Regions from separate parts of the Rattus norvegicus genome. Here regions 1 and 3 are each linked to region 2. The links are chromatin contacts, called in public Hi-C maps. All regions are on one chromosome and are shown on one strand. Each heading gives the region's core, a stretch centred on a gene start, on an enhancer-like site or on the middle of the called end of the contact. The rest is flanking DNA. Distances are from core to core; before and after follow the strand shown.

Region 1 (4,590 bases), core at 1,770-4,269, 110 kb after region 2:
GAGAGAGAGAGAGGGAGAGAGAGAGAGAGAGAGAGAGGAGAGAAGAGAGAGGGAGAACACCCAGGAAATAGCTCAAAAGAGGACCCAAGGACCTGTATCCATGTTTAAAAACAAATCTTTGTTGTAATCCCAGCACTTGGGAGGCCCTGGCTAGCCAACTAAGCCTACTCTCTGAGCTCCAGACCAGTGGGCCGACCCTATATCAAACAAAGACAAATGAGGTGGATAGTGTTTGAGGGATGACAGTTGAGGTAATCTCTGGCTTCCTCCACATGCACATGTGTGCCCCCATACACACAAGTGCATTTACAGATACATACCCATCTCAGTCTTGTGTTGCAATTTCAGCCATGTGTTTGTCTTCGCAGGACATTGCATCTGTAGGAGCCTAGAGGAGTTATTTATTCCAGTTCTTCCCTTTTGGGGAATTAGCAAAGTAATTATTACCTTTCCCCTCATGTCAGCAAACAGTGAAAAGGAGCCATCAGCAAGTCTGACATGATTTTCTCCCACCATGTTGACAGGCCAATAAAAGTGGTCTTTGGAGCTGAGTTTCTAGAACTTACTAGAGTGTATACACTTGAGGTGTTGGGACCGTCCTGTGGTGAGGTCTCCTGAGACAGGGTTGCTTGGTCCTGTTGATGTTTTAGGTTAGAGAAATCCACTTCAGTACAATCTTATTTACACAGTGTTTTAACTTTCTTCTTTGCTGTTTTGGTCATAAGTTGTAGTCTGACCAAAGGCAACTTAGGGAAGGGAAGAATTTATTTGACTTACAGTTCCAGATTAGAGTCTAATCCATCATTGAGGGGAGTGGAGGCAGGAGCCTGGAGGAAGGAACCATGAAAGAACACTGCTTGCTCGGTCACTCCCTGACTTGATGCCCGCCTCCCTCATAGACTCGAGCTTAAGTAACTTGATTATACAGCTTGAGACTGCTAGGAATAGAGAGGGAGAGAGGGAGAGGGAGAGGGTGGGGGAGAGAGAGAGAGAGAGAGAGAGAGAGAGAGAGAGAGAGAGAGAGAAGAAAATATTATTTGATCGAATCTTATTTCAGGCCATTATAGACTGTGTCAATTTGACCCTTAAAGACCCTTAGCACACATAGTATGAGCTTTTAACAGGAGATGCCAGTAGCCTCCCCCTAGTTACGACAAATATGACGATAACAAATGCATTCTAAAGTAGATGACTGGTATGTTTGTTTTTGAGTCTTGAGTTTGGCAACCTCACTGTTCCTTTGGCTTAGGATTTTACACACTAGCCACTAAGTGGTGGCAGGGTGGTGTTAGCTACGGTGTGATCTAGTGCTAGTCCTGAGAGTCTGGAGAGACATCATGGTGACCCCCACCTCTCCTTGGTTTTGCCACCGCTGGTGACAGTGTCAGGTAGGCAGCTCCGGTGGGTGGAGGCAGGAAGATCAGGAGTTCAGAGTCACTTTTGGCTACACGGGAATCTGGGAGGCCAGCCTGAGCTACATGTCTTAGGTAAGATACTGAAACTTTGGCATATTGTACGGCTTAGCTGGGCTGTGTGGGCCATCTGCTTGCACACTCTTTTTTGTCTGCTGCAGATACAGACCGTGTTTGGTGTACTGTGGAGACAATGGCCCTGAGAGGATGGATGAACAGTTGGTCCTACGTGTTCAGGATCTGTGTCAGAGTATAGGAAAGTGACAAGCCTCCCCTCCCATTCCCATAGGAAGAGTCAGCGCATCTTGGTGTGCTGTAAACAGAGCTTCGCTGCTTGACGAATTTGAATAGTTGATTTTTAAATGACTCCTGGCTCATTACAATCGAGCTTATAGATCTTAGGACGGTGTTGAGCAAGGTTTGGCCTATGGGCCAAATTCGCACTGCTGCTTATTGGTATAAATAAAGTTTTATTGGAACATGGCCACTCTCAGTTGTTTATAACAGGTTCGATTACTTAGAAACATGATGACACCAACATTCCTTTCACAGAACTGAAACTTCTAAAACGTTCTGATTTCTGCCTTCTTCGGTCACTGTAGCCCATTCTCTGGTCATTAGGGATTCAGCAACTACCCGGGATTCTTTTGATGAAAAGAAGTCAGCAACTTACAGCTTGTGGCCAAATCCTCCTTGTTGTTTAATTTTGTAAAGAAAGCTTATGAGACTACAAGTGTCCTAGTCACTGGAGGAGATGAGACTGTATCTGAGGTCATACACATTCAGGCCTCAGCCTCATCCCCTGTTATAAAATAACTGTATGTGACAGAAGTCTCCATGTTAGCACCCTTTGCAGTACAGGAATTGCTTTGGAATTCTTGATTTGGGCATGAGAGGCTTCAACCGTGCTCAACCATGAGGAGCTCCTTTCTCCCCACGTCCTCACAGTTTTTCCCGTCTTTTTATCTTATTTCAGTTCTTAAGGAATAAGAAACAGAAAGCAGAATGAAGAAAGACTTCTGAACTCCTTCTGGGACTCGGTCATTCAAATGTGTTGCTGGAAAGTCCCCAGCAGCCTGTGCAGAACAGTGGGGGCATTCATCCTTGGGGTGCAGGGTGTGGGCTCCTGCCTCCCAGCCACACCTGCTTACCTCAGGCCAGCCCAGCATGGACTGGGCCTGCCTGGGTCATGGCTGTTGCCATTCACTTCAGTCAATGCTGTTTTTGTTTCTGAGGTGACCCAGTCTTTCTGGGGCTGCTTGCCCCACATTCCCAATCCAGGTGGTGCTCTTTTCCTTAAGGTCAGACCTGGGCCACTTCTGTGCTCTCGTTTTGGAAATTCAGCACAGTGCTACCCCATCTGTAGTCCTGCTACCTCTTAGTGACCCTTTCATGTCCTCCTGCCTCGCTGGATGCTGGGTACTTTACTCCAGAGAAGTTCCTAGTTCAGACTAACACAGCTGCGAGCTTCTCACTCCCACCCCCAGACCACCTTCCTGCTGTCCGGTTTCTCTCGGCCTTTGGGTTCTATGGCCTGTTTTGTCTTGGACTCTGCTGGCCTGAACTGTCCGTTTGACTGGCTCTCCTCCTCAGAGACTGGCTTGTTGTTGGGTCCATCTGTGCTGGCTGGGCCTAAGCAGCTTCAGTGCTTATGGTAGGAGGATTCTTCTACTGCCGTGGATGCCCTGCCTTTAATAATAGGAGCGCAATGTCAGAGAATAATCGCTTCTTCCTTGTAGAAAATTGGCAAAGGGCAAATTTGGTTTATAAACAGTCCTAGAGGGACCAAATAGATGTCTCAGCAATTAAGAGTTGCCTGTTCTTCCAGCATCCTCACTTGGTATCTTAGAACCATCTGTAACCCCAGCTCCAGAGGATCCAGGGTCTCCCCCTGACCCCTGAAGACACCTACACTCAAGTATTCATACCTACACCTCTACACACATGCGCATGCACACACACACACACACACACACACACACACACACACACACACACACACACACACACGCAGGCACACAGGCACCTTTAAAAGAAGCCCCAGGGACTTCTTTGCCTCGAGTGGTGAGAGAAGCCACCTCTTCTGAATGTGTCTTTTAATTAATGTATTTGAATTATTATACAAACTATTAGGTTTCATTATGATAGTTTCAAAGTTTGCTTTTGATGGTTCTCCTCCCCTCTTTTCTTCCTCATGTTTCCCTTTATCCCTCCCCCTCCCCCATAGCCTCCTTTCTGCCTTTAGGTCACCTATTCTGTTACCCTTCCCCCAGCCTCAACACCTTTCCCCCCCACCATGATCCCCTTTCCAGTGTCATAGCCTACACTCATACTCACACACACACACACACACACACACACACACACACACACACACACAGGCACACACACATTGAAAGCTAGGCTCTGTTTTTAGAGGAAGAAGCAGTCACCTCACTCAGTATAGTAATATCCAGGTCCACTTACTGTCCCACGATTTCCATTTTTCTTTACAGCCGAATGAAATCCCCTGGTGTATGTATGTCCTGTTTTCATTATCTACGCATCTGTTGATGGGCATCTAATAAACAGGTCCTGGGATAGCATCCTGGAAGTGTTTGTGTAACTGAAGGGCAAAAGGAAGGCTGGTTCAAGGGGTGGCTTGGACAGAGTATGCCCAGCAGGAGACAGATGCACACTGGATACTGGAGGGTCCACGTGCTGTGGGGGAGAAAAGCCCAGTGTGAATGTATGAAGGAGAGAGTTGCTGTGGAAATGAATGCTGGAGGCGCCCCGGCGCCCCTTGGAGGACTGCATTGTGGGTGTCAGTCAGGTAAGGGAGTTAGCTCTGGGCTTTGATCAGCAGTCTGGATTGTGTAGCCCTAAGTGCCTTTGGCTGGTGGTGCCTCTCCAGCCTGGATGTTTATGTCTAGGGTATTGGCGCCACCCTGAGTGCACATCCCCAGATGACTTTCTGAGCTGCACATAAGAGCTTTTACAAGACCTCTCTTTCCATTGTCCTAGGAGAAAAAAACAAGGTGAGGTGAGACAAAGTTGCAAGTCTAGAAAAGTGCCTCCCACCACCCTCTTCCCCCTTTTGTCTTCCTATTGTTACCAATAGGACCAAGGGAGCTGTCATGTGAAGGCTAGGACATTGTGGAGTCCCATGGGAAATGACTGTGGTAAAAGCATAGTCCCT
Region 2 (4,210 bases), core at 1,045-3,544:
CCCCAGCTCTAGTAAATTATTGCTTTTATTATTTCTATAGAAAGAACAATTGAAGTAATATTAATTTCTCCCAAAGAACATGCTATAGATGTGTGTAAATAAGTAGTATATATAAGAGAGATTATGCGTATGTGTATGCATGAATTTGCATATTTTATTTATATCCTATTTTATTTCTTTATATATGTATATGCTTTGGGTTCCAGAATCTGAAATAACTATATAGAATATCCTCTATAAGGTTTAAGTGATGGATGTTTTCAGACCACCAGGTTGGTACAGTTAGGAACTGTCCATGGGACTTGGCTTTCAAGGGAATCTATTGTGATTAGACTCTGTACCCAGCACAGAAAGTCCTGGCCACCAGATGTCACCATTTTTCTTGAGACATTTTCCCCCCTAAGGGCTTGAGAGGAAGAATACCTCAGAATATTCTTGGGTTTGCAGAAAAGGTCATCCTGTGCACCCAAATTTCCTCTGTGTCCTCGGACCCCACCTGGACTGTCTCTGATCCCCGGAAGCTCTTCTGATCCAGAAGTAGCCCGGCCTCTTCCTCCAGGTGAATGGATGTTAAAGAAGGTCTGATTTCATTTGTGTGCATTCCCAGGGTGCTCCAAGCAGGAGTCAACACCACAGGTGTGTTCTATGTAGGGCCTGGGTGTCAAAAGCTCTTACTCCCTGGCTGTGTAGCCCAGAGAACCACTTTACAAAACTCAGAAGAAGAACTAAATTGTTTCTAGATGGGGAAAAAAAATCCAAAATTCTATAATCCCCAGGTTTCAAATAAATCTGCTGGGGATGTGGAGGGGGGAAAGTTAGGGTGAAATTAGCCCAGGAATGGAGACCCCAGCGAGTCTGTGAAACAAGGTTGGAGAAATTCTGCAGGATCAACCCTTATACTGTAACTAGATATAGCAATGGCTCACAGGAGTAGGACTTCCTGTCATTTACACCCGGGGTAATCCACCAGTCCACCCTCCTTCCATTCCAGATAACACTTAACCAAGATCTATAATGATCCAGGATGTAAATGCATGGCCAGCTCCCTGGAGGGTGGCTGATTGAATATTTCATGCTAGTCAGTGTTTCGTGGTGGTGCCCTCCGGGCTGGAGATGTGCTTTATTTCTTTTTGAATTTACAAGAGTACCGCGTTAAGCTGTCCAGGCTGCTCATAAAACGCAGACACAGCAGAGCAAAGAAGCCCATTAGAAAAATTGTGTGCCTACTGTGTACCAGTCACTGCCAAACCCTTTACAAATATTTCACTCCCTCTTCACAATAACATCACGAAAGCAGCCGTTATTGCTCTCATCAATGGAGCCCTTGAGAGGAGCACGATAATTGGCTTGCTCAGGGTCACCAAAACCAAGGGCATGGTGGCTGATGCTTGTAATTTCCCGCACTCAGGAGATGGAGGCAAGAGGGTCCAGAGTTCGAGGTTATCCTCTGCTAGAAAGCAAGTTGGTTAGGGCCAGTCAGGGTCAGGTAAGACTGCACCTTCCATTCCCACCCTACCCCCCAAATCACAAAATAAACAAATACGAATCTGTTCAGAAAAAAAAAAACCCACGGGACAGAAATTCCTACTGCTTTTGCCAATCTATTCTACCAAGTATAAAATGGAGCTCAGGGCGTTTATTAAAGTTGGCAAGACCCCTAAATAGTTGAGCCCGCCATCTCCCTCCCCACTGGCTTCACTGCTGAGGTGGCCCAGAGATCATCACTCCGGAGGATGCACTGTATGTAACAGTAATTGTACCCTGCCCCTGACCTTGCTAGAGTATTATTTACTCAACTCCTTCGGTCTAGCTCTCTGCCTGTTTCTCCTTGGGCTGCATGCAGAATGGAGCGGCTTCAAGTGCTCTTGTACAGGGTCTAGAGTTTGCAGACGATCCCCGAGAAGCAGAGGCGTTCCGAATTGGCTGAGCGCTCTGCCGGGGTGGGCGGGGAATTTGCCGAACGTCCGTGGCCCGGAATCCCTTTGCCTTAGAGATCCGCGCGAGCCCAGAAGCTGAGAGAAGTTGGGTAGGTCGATCTGGAAAGGGTAGTAGAAACCTCGAAAAGATCTCCTAACCATTCGGTCCTGATCGTTTGGACCCAGGAGGAACGTCCCCGCTTGCGTCTAGGGGCGGAAGGTGGACGCGCTGCGCACGGCCTCGCCAGGGCTGGTAGTTTTCAGACCGTCCCTGCCGAGGCCCGCTCGCCCGGCAGCCCTGCGGCTCCCGCGGTGGCGGCGGCCACCCCAGGCTCCATCCAGCCCAGGTAGCTGTGCCTCAGTCTCTGGGGGCGCTGTGACCCCGCTCCTGGCTGTGCCTGGGACCCCAGTTCCCAGGAGCACGGTTGCAGGAGAGTGACCCCGACTGCTACTGATGGTGCTTCTGCTGCTCCTCTACTAGCAGGTAAGAGCTGCTGCAGGGTCGAACGATCGATTCAGAAGCTCGCCATCCCCCCTCGGGGAGATGCACGGACTGTGGATCGCGAGGGACGCGTGGGGGACGCTAGGGGAGCTGAGACAGTCCTTATCCGGTCCAACGCTGACACCCGGGGCTGCGTGGGTGGATGTACTGGCCGTGTTTGATTTGGGACGGGGGAGGGAACCCCAGAGTACAACCGAAGGGACCCACTTGGAGGGTCCACCACCTGCTCAGTAGCATCCCATCTCATGGGACCCTGAAGATCTTCCCTGAGGCTTTTAGGCTTCCAAGGAACTGTCCAGAGGGGGCTCGGGTGGCGTGGGCTGGAGGAGGCGAGAAGGAGGAGGAGATTGGCATTTTGGACGTTGGGACCGCGGTGAAACCAGAAACCAGGATGCCAGCGTGAGCGGGGCTAGGGTCCTAGGGATCCGAGAGCTCAGCATGAGATGTGCCTTGAACCAGTTGGAAAGAAGAATGAAGGAGTGGGGCCCCAGTTCCCTGGGGAGAAGGAATATGAAGATCCAGAGCTCCGGGTTGAGAGGTCAAGAAGACCCTTCGGAACCCAGATAGTACTGGGGACCGCCAGCCCCGACCACGATCCAGCCGGCGTGCACCCACGACTGGGAGATGGCAGAGGCTGCGGGATGTAAGGGCGACACCCGCGTACACACTCCCCTAGAGCATGCTCAGTGCGGTCCTGGGAACTTCCTGCCGAGTCGCCAGGCCAGTCGCTTTGGTCCCCTTTGGGGCCACAGCTCACAAAATTGGGGGTAGGGGATGTGTGAGTGGGGATCTCTGTGCCCTCTTGTTCACCCTTTTTCATTCCCGGGCCTCTGCCTGGCCTGTGACTGCCACCACAGTTCTGCTTTCTAGAGCCACTCTGGCCTCAGGAGATGGGGGCGTGGATGTCATACCCTTGCTCCCTGCGGGTAGAAGACCAGAGGCCTGATACTGCGTTGGTCTGCCAGGTGGACCGACTCTCTGGGAACGCAGGCCACTCAGTCGCGCGCATTTACTCTGTGCTGGGAGCAGGTTGGGTGGAAGGGGGTGTGTGAGCCTGGCAACATTTGCGCGCGCTCCCAGTCCATGTCACACACAAAGCCACCGCAGGGAAGAGGGAAGGGGTGGCGCTTGTATTTGTTTCCCCCAGTGGCTTTTGGAGAACCCTTGAGCTGTGTGCATGCCTGTCTCTCTCTCTCTCTGTCTGTCTGTCTGTCTGTCTGTCTGTCTCTGTCTCTGTCTCTGTCTCTGTCTCTCTCTCTCTCTCTCTCTCTCTGTGTGTGTGTGTGTGTGTGTGTGTGTGTGTGTGTGTGTGTGTGTGTGTGTGTGTAAGTGTTAAGACCCAGATAATGCCTTCTGATTTGCTGAGGTTGTCCTGGTCTAGATCTAGAGCTCAGTAATTCCTGGCACTAGTTGCCAGGCCTTCTGCTTGGTGTTTGAATATGATCCTGGGTACCTCTGGGGCTGTAAAGTTGGGAAGCAGCAAACCAGAGGTTTGTGTGAATTTTCCCTTGTAATGGCAAAGTCACATCTGTTACTACACTTGGATATAAGGTTAGATCAAATTAGAATCTGTTGAGTTTTAAGTGGAAAGCAAGTTCATTAACTGATGTAGCTCGAGTTCGTTGTCAAGTCTGGAGGGATCTCCCACCCAGGACTTGTGGGGGACCCTTTGTTCCTGGAATGGAGCTCTATCTCCATCAAAGTCACACCATCTCATACCTGTCTTCTATGAATTTTCCCACCCTCCCTTAGTTTCTCTAATTATTTTGTGGCTGTTGCTCAGTGCTGAGAT
Region 3 (4,850 bases), core at 63-2,562, 82 kb after region 2:
CTGAGCCGTCTCTCTAGCCTCGGTGTTTGACTTTCTTGACTCGTGATTTTTGCAGAAGGAAGAAGCAGTTACGCAGTGATATATATGTCTTCTGTTTAGACATGTTTCTATCTGAGAAACTAGAATGTGTTAGCAATCGGTCTGTTTATTGGTTTTGTTTTGTTTAGGTAGATGCTGTCTGAATTTTGACTTGTTTTTTCACACTTGCTCTGGAGTCAGATAAACTTGGGATTGGAGTTTGTCACCATTCCCCTGGGTGACTTTGGGAACAGCATCCGCTCAGTCTCTGACCCTGTATGTTCAGTGAGCAGTGCATTTTTTTGACATTAAAAATGAAATGAGAAACAAACTCATCTAGTCCTGAATCTGAAGTGCCCCTAACCTAAAACTATTTGAATGCACAAGAAGGAGATTCCACCTTGACTTGATGTGACTGATGGTGTTCAAATGTTGTGGAAGAAACCTGGCTTAGTTTCTTTCCCTGTGGCTGTGATAAAAAAACCTCGACCAAAGCTGCTTAAGGGAAGAGGGGTTTATTAAGGTCACAATTCCATGTTTCAGTCCACCTGGCAGAGAAGTCAAGAAAACAAGAGCTGGTCTTGTTTTCTTGTAGCGAATGTTGAATTAATTCGTGCTTGCTAGTGTTAAACTCACTTCCTCCACCCTCTTATAGTTCAGACTCCCCTTCTTAGGGAATGGTGCCGCCCACAGTGGGCGGGGCCTCCCCACCTCAATTAGTAGACTGCAGATAATCCCCTACAAACATGCTCACTGGCCAGCCTGAGCTAGGCAGTCCTCTGTGGAGACTTCTTTTCCAGGTAATTCTAGATTGTGTCAAGCTGACAATTAAAACCAACAAAAGCACTCCCTTCATGCTGTGTGTATAAGCTCTATATGAAACAAAAGAATTTTGTGTATAGACTTGGGTCTCATTTCTGGAATACGCCATATATATGAGAATATATTTTTATATACTAATATATGCATTATGTATATATATATAAATATATAAAAATAACCTATAAAATTATATGAATATATAAATACATATGAAAATATTCTAAAATCTGTAAAAATCACCAGCTGGCCCTGAGCAGTTCTGATTAGGATTAGGGATTCACACTTTGTAGCAGAACCAGAACGCCTCTGCTTTCTTTGACCTTGGACTCCTAGCATGGAGAAGGCACTGCTACTAGGAAGAACTCTGTGGCTGAGATTACACTGAAACATGTTTCAGTGCCCTGGGAAGGCGGCTTAGGTAGCAAAGTCCTTGTCTTGCAGGCCATTGACCCTTACAATATGTGTAAGAACCAGGCATGGTGATGTGTGCTTGGAATTCCAACACTGCAGAGGTCTGGCAGATAGGCTCCTGGGGCTGCCAGATGAGCTATTCCAGGCTACTCAGTAAGCCCCAGGCCTGAGCAAATACATGTTTTAAGAAATGGTGGATTACATATAAAAGAATGACAGAAGGGGCTGTCTTCCAGTCTCCACACACATGTACATGTATGTCCACCTACACACAGAGAAACATACACACACACACATGTACACACACACACACACACACACACACACACACACACATACACACTGACATACAAAGAGGTCCCTTCCATCCTAAGATTATTCACTGCTCTTCCAGAAGATTCAAGTTCAGTTCTCAGCATTCATAGTGGGCAGCTCACAACCTCCTAGAACTCCAGCTCCAGTGAATTCGGCCTTTTATTCTGGCTCCCGTGGGCACCTGAACACGTGTGCACATAGACAACACATAGACACATACATGTACATGCAATAAAACAACAGCACTCGAAATGTATATAAGAAATACTCAAGTTAATAAAAAAAAATTTGTAACTGTAAAAAAAAAAAAAAAACCCAACAACAGCAAAGTCCCCCTCCAAAGTCACTCTCAGAAGAAAGCGTTTTGGATACTCTGTTGGCAGGTCGTTACTACGGGTTAGCTAAACTAGATGGCACACATTGCTGTCTGCCTCCTCCAGTGACCTCAGAAAGAGAAGCCCCCCACCCCACCCTTTTATTCTGCTCTGGCGTTTCATCTTAAATGGCATCCGAAAGTTCTGTTCATGGCGGGTAAGAACTGTTTGTCTTCAATTCCTTGGGGTTAGAACAGCCACTGCTGGAGGTAGGCAGGCTCTTTTGGGGTGTAACAGGAGGGAGTTCGCAGTTTTCTTTACCCAGCCTGGCGCTCATTTGAAGAGCTTTTCTCCATCCTTTCAGGAAAGTAGACAAAGCAGGATCTGACTTGAAAGCTCGAGCAAGGCAGGAAAGAATTGGATACCCACAATGCCAGGCTCACAGAGGGGACTGCTGGGCATGAACCCATTAGCACGCGACGGAATGGCTTCTAGAGAAGTATTCCTTCTGTTAAAAGGGAGAAAGACTGGGAGCTTGGGGTACAACTCAGTGGTGAGCTGCTTACATAGCATGCATGGTGCCCTGGGTTCCATCCCCAGCATTATGAAAGTATGTGTGTTGGGGAGGGGAGGATCTAGGATATCTTTAGCACATTTAAGGCATAGTTAGCGGAAGGCCACAGTGTTTGTGGGACTCTGTCAGAACACTGTTTGAAGCTCCATTGCAGTGTGCATTGGTGATAGGGTAGGCATATGTGCATGTTCGTGTGTGTGAGCACCGGCACGTAGATGCTTAGTTCAGAAGCCCATGTGTACACACCCAGGCATCAGTCCTCACATTCTGTGTGTTTGAGACAGGTCTGTTGTTTGCTTCTCTATATCCTGGGCTAGCTGGCCTCCCAGATTCTAGAGATTTCCCCAATCTCTGCCTCTCAAACTCACCACAGGGCCACTGTGGCTACAGATGCAAGTTGCTGAACCTGGCTTTTAAACTGTGGGATCCAAACTCAGATCTTGACCCTTGTACACCAAGTGCCTTATCTATGGAGTCATTTCCCCAACACAGCCTTTGGCAAATTTCAGGACAAGAAAAATCCTAAGTAATTGTTTTCATTGCTGGCGTTCAAGGTGTCTGATTGCCCTGTGGTTACAAGATACTGTAGACACACCTTTCTCCAGAGATGAATTTGAGGGAAAATGTCCAACCCTCTTTGACTTGATTGTGCAGTATACTGATTGACAACCTGTCAGCCCCACCCCATTTGAAAGCTTTGTGAGGATGGATCTGAACCCCTTGAAGGTTTTACCTTCACAGTGCTAAACTTTGTCAGCAGAATGTGCAAGAGGTATATTGTAGAGGGGAAGGATTTTGCTTCTGGTCTCAAGGGTAGGAAGGTTCTACAAGATGCTGCGTTTTGTCCAGTGTCCTCTTACGGTATTTGGTATACCGCTAGCAGCAGCAGCAGCAGCAGCAGCAGCTTTTTGTGTTATTGTTGTTGTTGTTGTTTTCGGCAGACCCTACATTACCAGGATTATCAGGGCCAGAGCCCTGGTCCTGGCAGCTGCGACAAGCCATAATTATAATTAGCCATCCACACTCAGTAGGCCAATTAAACACGTAGTGGTGAAAAGCAGAGAAGATGTATTCAATGTGGTCATACTGGGAAAAGAACAAAGAAGTCCAATGACTTCTGCTAAGTCCATCTTCATGGTCAGCACATGAAGTTTGGGTTTAATGGAGGGCATAGCTAGGTAGTCCTGGTCACGGTGTGGTCCTGCCCATCACATGGTCCCACCCATCACTGATATGGTCTCGCCCATCACTGACGTGGTCCCGCCCATCACTGACCCACCATCTTCTCAGCTCCAGTCTTACCTGCATGGTGTTCTGACAGGTTGCCAGAACTCCATGAAACCTCTTTCCAGGAGACAGACCCTCCATTCAGGCTGCTACCAGGGTCCAACCTTTTCCTTTCCCAGCGTTAGATTCCTGGGGTGATTCCAATGTCTTGGAATCCATATTTCACTAGCTGGATAGCCAAATCAGGGGCACAAGTGTCTCCTCAGAGCATCACCTCCACTGCTGTCGGGAGGGTTGCACCCTGAGCAGCCTGGCACCCAAGTGCTTAGAGCCTAGAGTCCCGTGAACTGATTTCCAGAGAGTCTAGAAGGCACCAGTGACGTCACCACAGGCATTGCAGTGACATGTGGTTATGTGACGATTCAGGATCTCTGCCCTGGATGGGAGCCTGTCTCCAAGCATTCTTCCCAGACCTATGGATGCTGGCTGTCGCATGTAGCTGGTCTTCCTCAAGGTCTCAAGAACACTGGGTTACTTCTCACTAGTTAGTACACAGGCATTTATATTAAGATTTTCTTGTTCAAGGGCTGGAGAGATGAGTCAGTTGTTAAGTGCACTCGATACTCTTTAGGTCAATCTGGATTCAATTCCCAGCTCCCACAGGAGGCGGACAACTGTTGGTAACTCCAGTCCTGGGGAATCTGACACCTTCCTCTGGCCTCTGTGCTCACTGCAGGCACATCATGCACATACATACATACATACATACATACATACATACATACTTACATACATACATACCATGCAGGCTGAACACCATACACATAAAAACATAAAAAGTTAAAAATATAAAAAGTAAAGATTTTCTTATTCAAATTACTGTGTGTTTTCTGTCTTCTCTGTCTTCTCTTGACTGATTGAAACACAAACAAGGGGCCCGAGAGATAACTTGGTGGTTGACAGCACTTACCTGCTCTTGCAGGAGGACCTGAGTTCAGTCTCCATGTCCCTGTCACGTAACTTACAAAATGCCTGTGACTAGTTCCTGGCCACTAATGCCTCTGTGGGCACTTGTGTTCTTGTGCACCAGCATACACATAATTAAAGATAAAGTAAAATCTTAAAAAACAAAGCCAAAACTTAGAAAAGATAATGTTAGGAAAATGCCG

What was found. A called contact is a pair of places that touch in the nucleus more often than the background predicts.
Region 1: a Hi-C map of the A7r5 cell line shows a contact between it and region 2, with 3 times the contacts expected there. The contact joins the enhancer-like site here to the promoter of Mgat5 in region 2. A contact is called at or near these places in 2 of 12 Hi-C or Micro-C datasets (the A7r5 cell line and frontal cortex) and 1 of 1 datasets of contacts at active chromatin or transcription factors (oligodendrocytes).
Region 3: a Hi-C map of kidney shows a contact between it and region 2, with 2.2 times the contacts expected there. The contact joins the enhancer-like site here to the promoter of Mgat5 in region 2. A contact is called at or near these places in 2 of 12 Hi-C or Micro-C datasets (both in kidney).

The regions. Positions count from the first base shown.
Region 1 is chr13:41,333,407-41,337,996 of GRCr8, forward strand. All of the region lies in intron 3 of Mgat5 (alpha-1,6-mannosylglycoprotein 6-beta-N-acetylglucosaminyltransferase), which reads left to right. Among named protein-coding and RNA genes, the nearest start is that of Mgat5, 110 kb to the left of the region's middle. Within about 2 kb of position 3,020, at least 20 of the 93 cell types and tissues checked have an H3K27ac peak or open chromatin away from gene starts, as enhancers often do.
Region 2 is chr13:41,226,368-41,230,577 of GRCr8, forward strand. Mgat5 (alpha-1,6-mannosylglycoprotein 6-beta-N-acetylglucosaminyltransferase) reads left to right here and starts at 2,295. Exons shown (of 18, transcript NM_023095.1): 1 at 2,295-2,400.
Region 3 is chr13:41,308,884-41,313,733 of GRCr8, forward strand. All of the region lies in intron 2 of Mgat5 (alpha-1,6-mannosylglycoprotein 6-beta-N-acetylglucosaminyltransferase), which reads left to right. Among named protein-coding and RNA genes, the nearest start is that of Mgat5, 83 kb to the left of the region's middle. Within about 2 kb of position 1,313, at least 1 of the 93 cell types and tissues checked has an H3K27ac peak or open chromatin away from gene starts, as enhancers often do. A contact at or near this core is called in kidney, where this site is marked.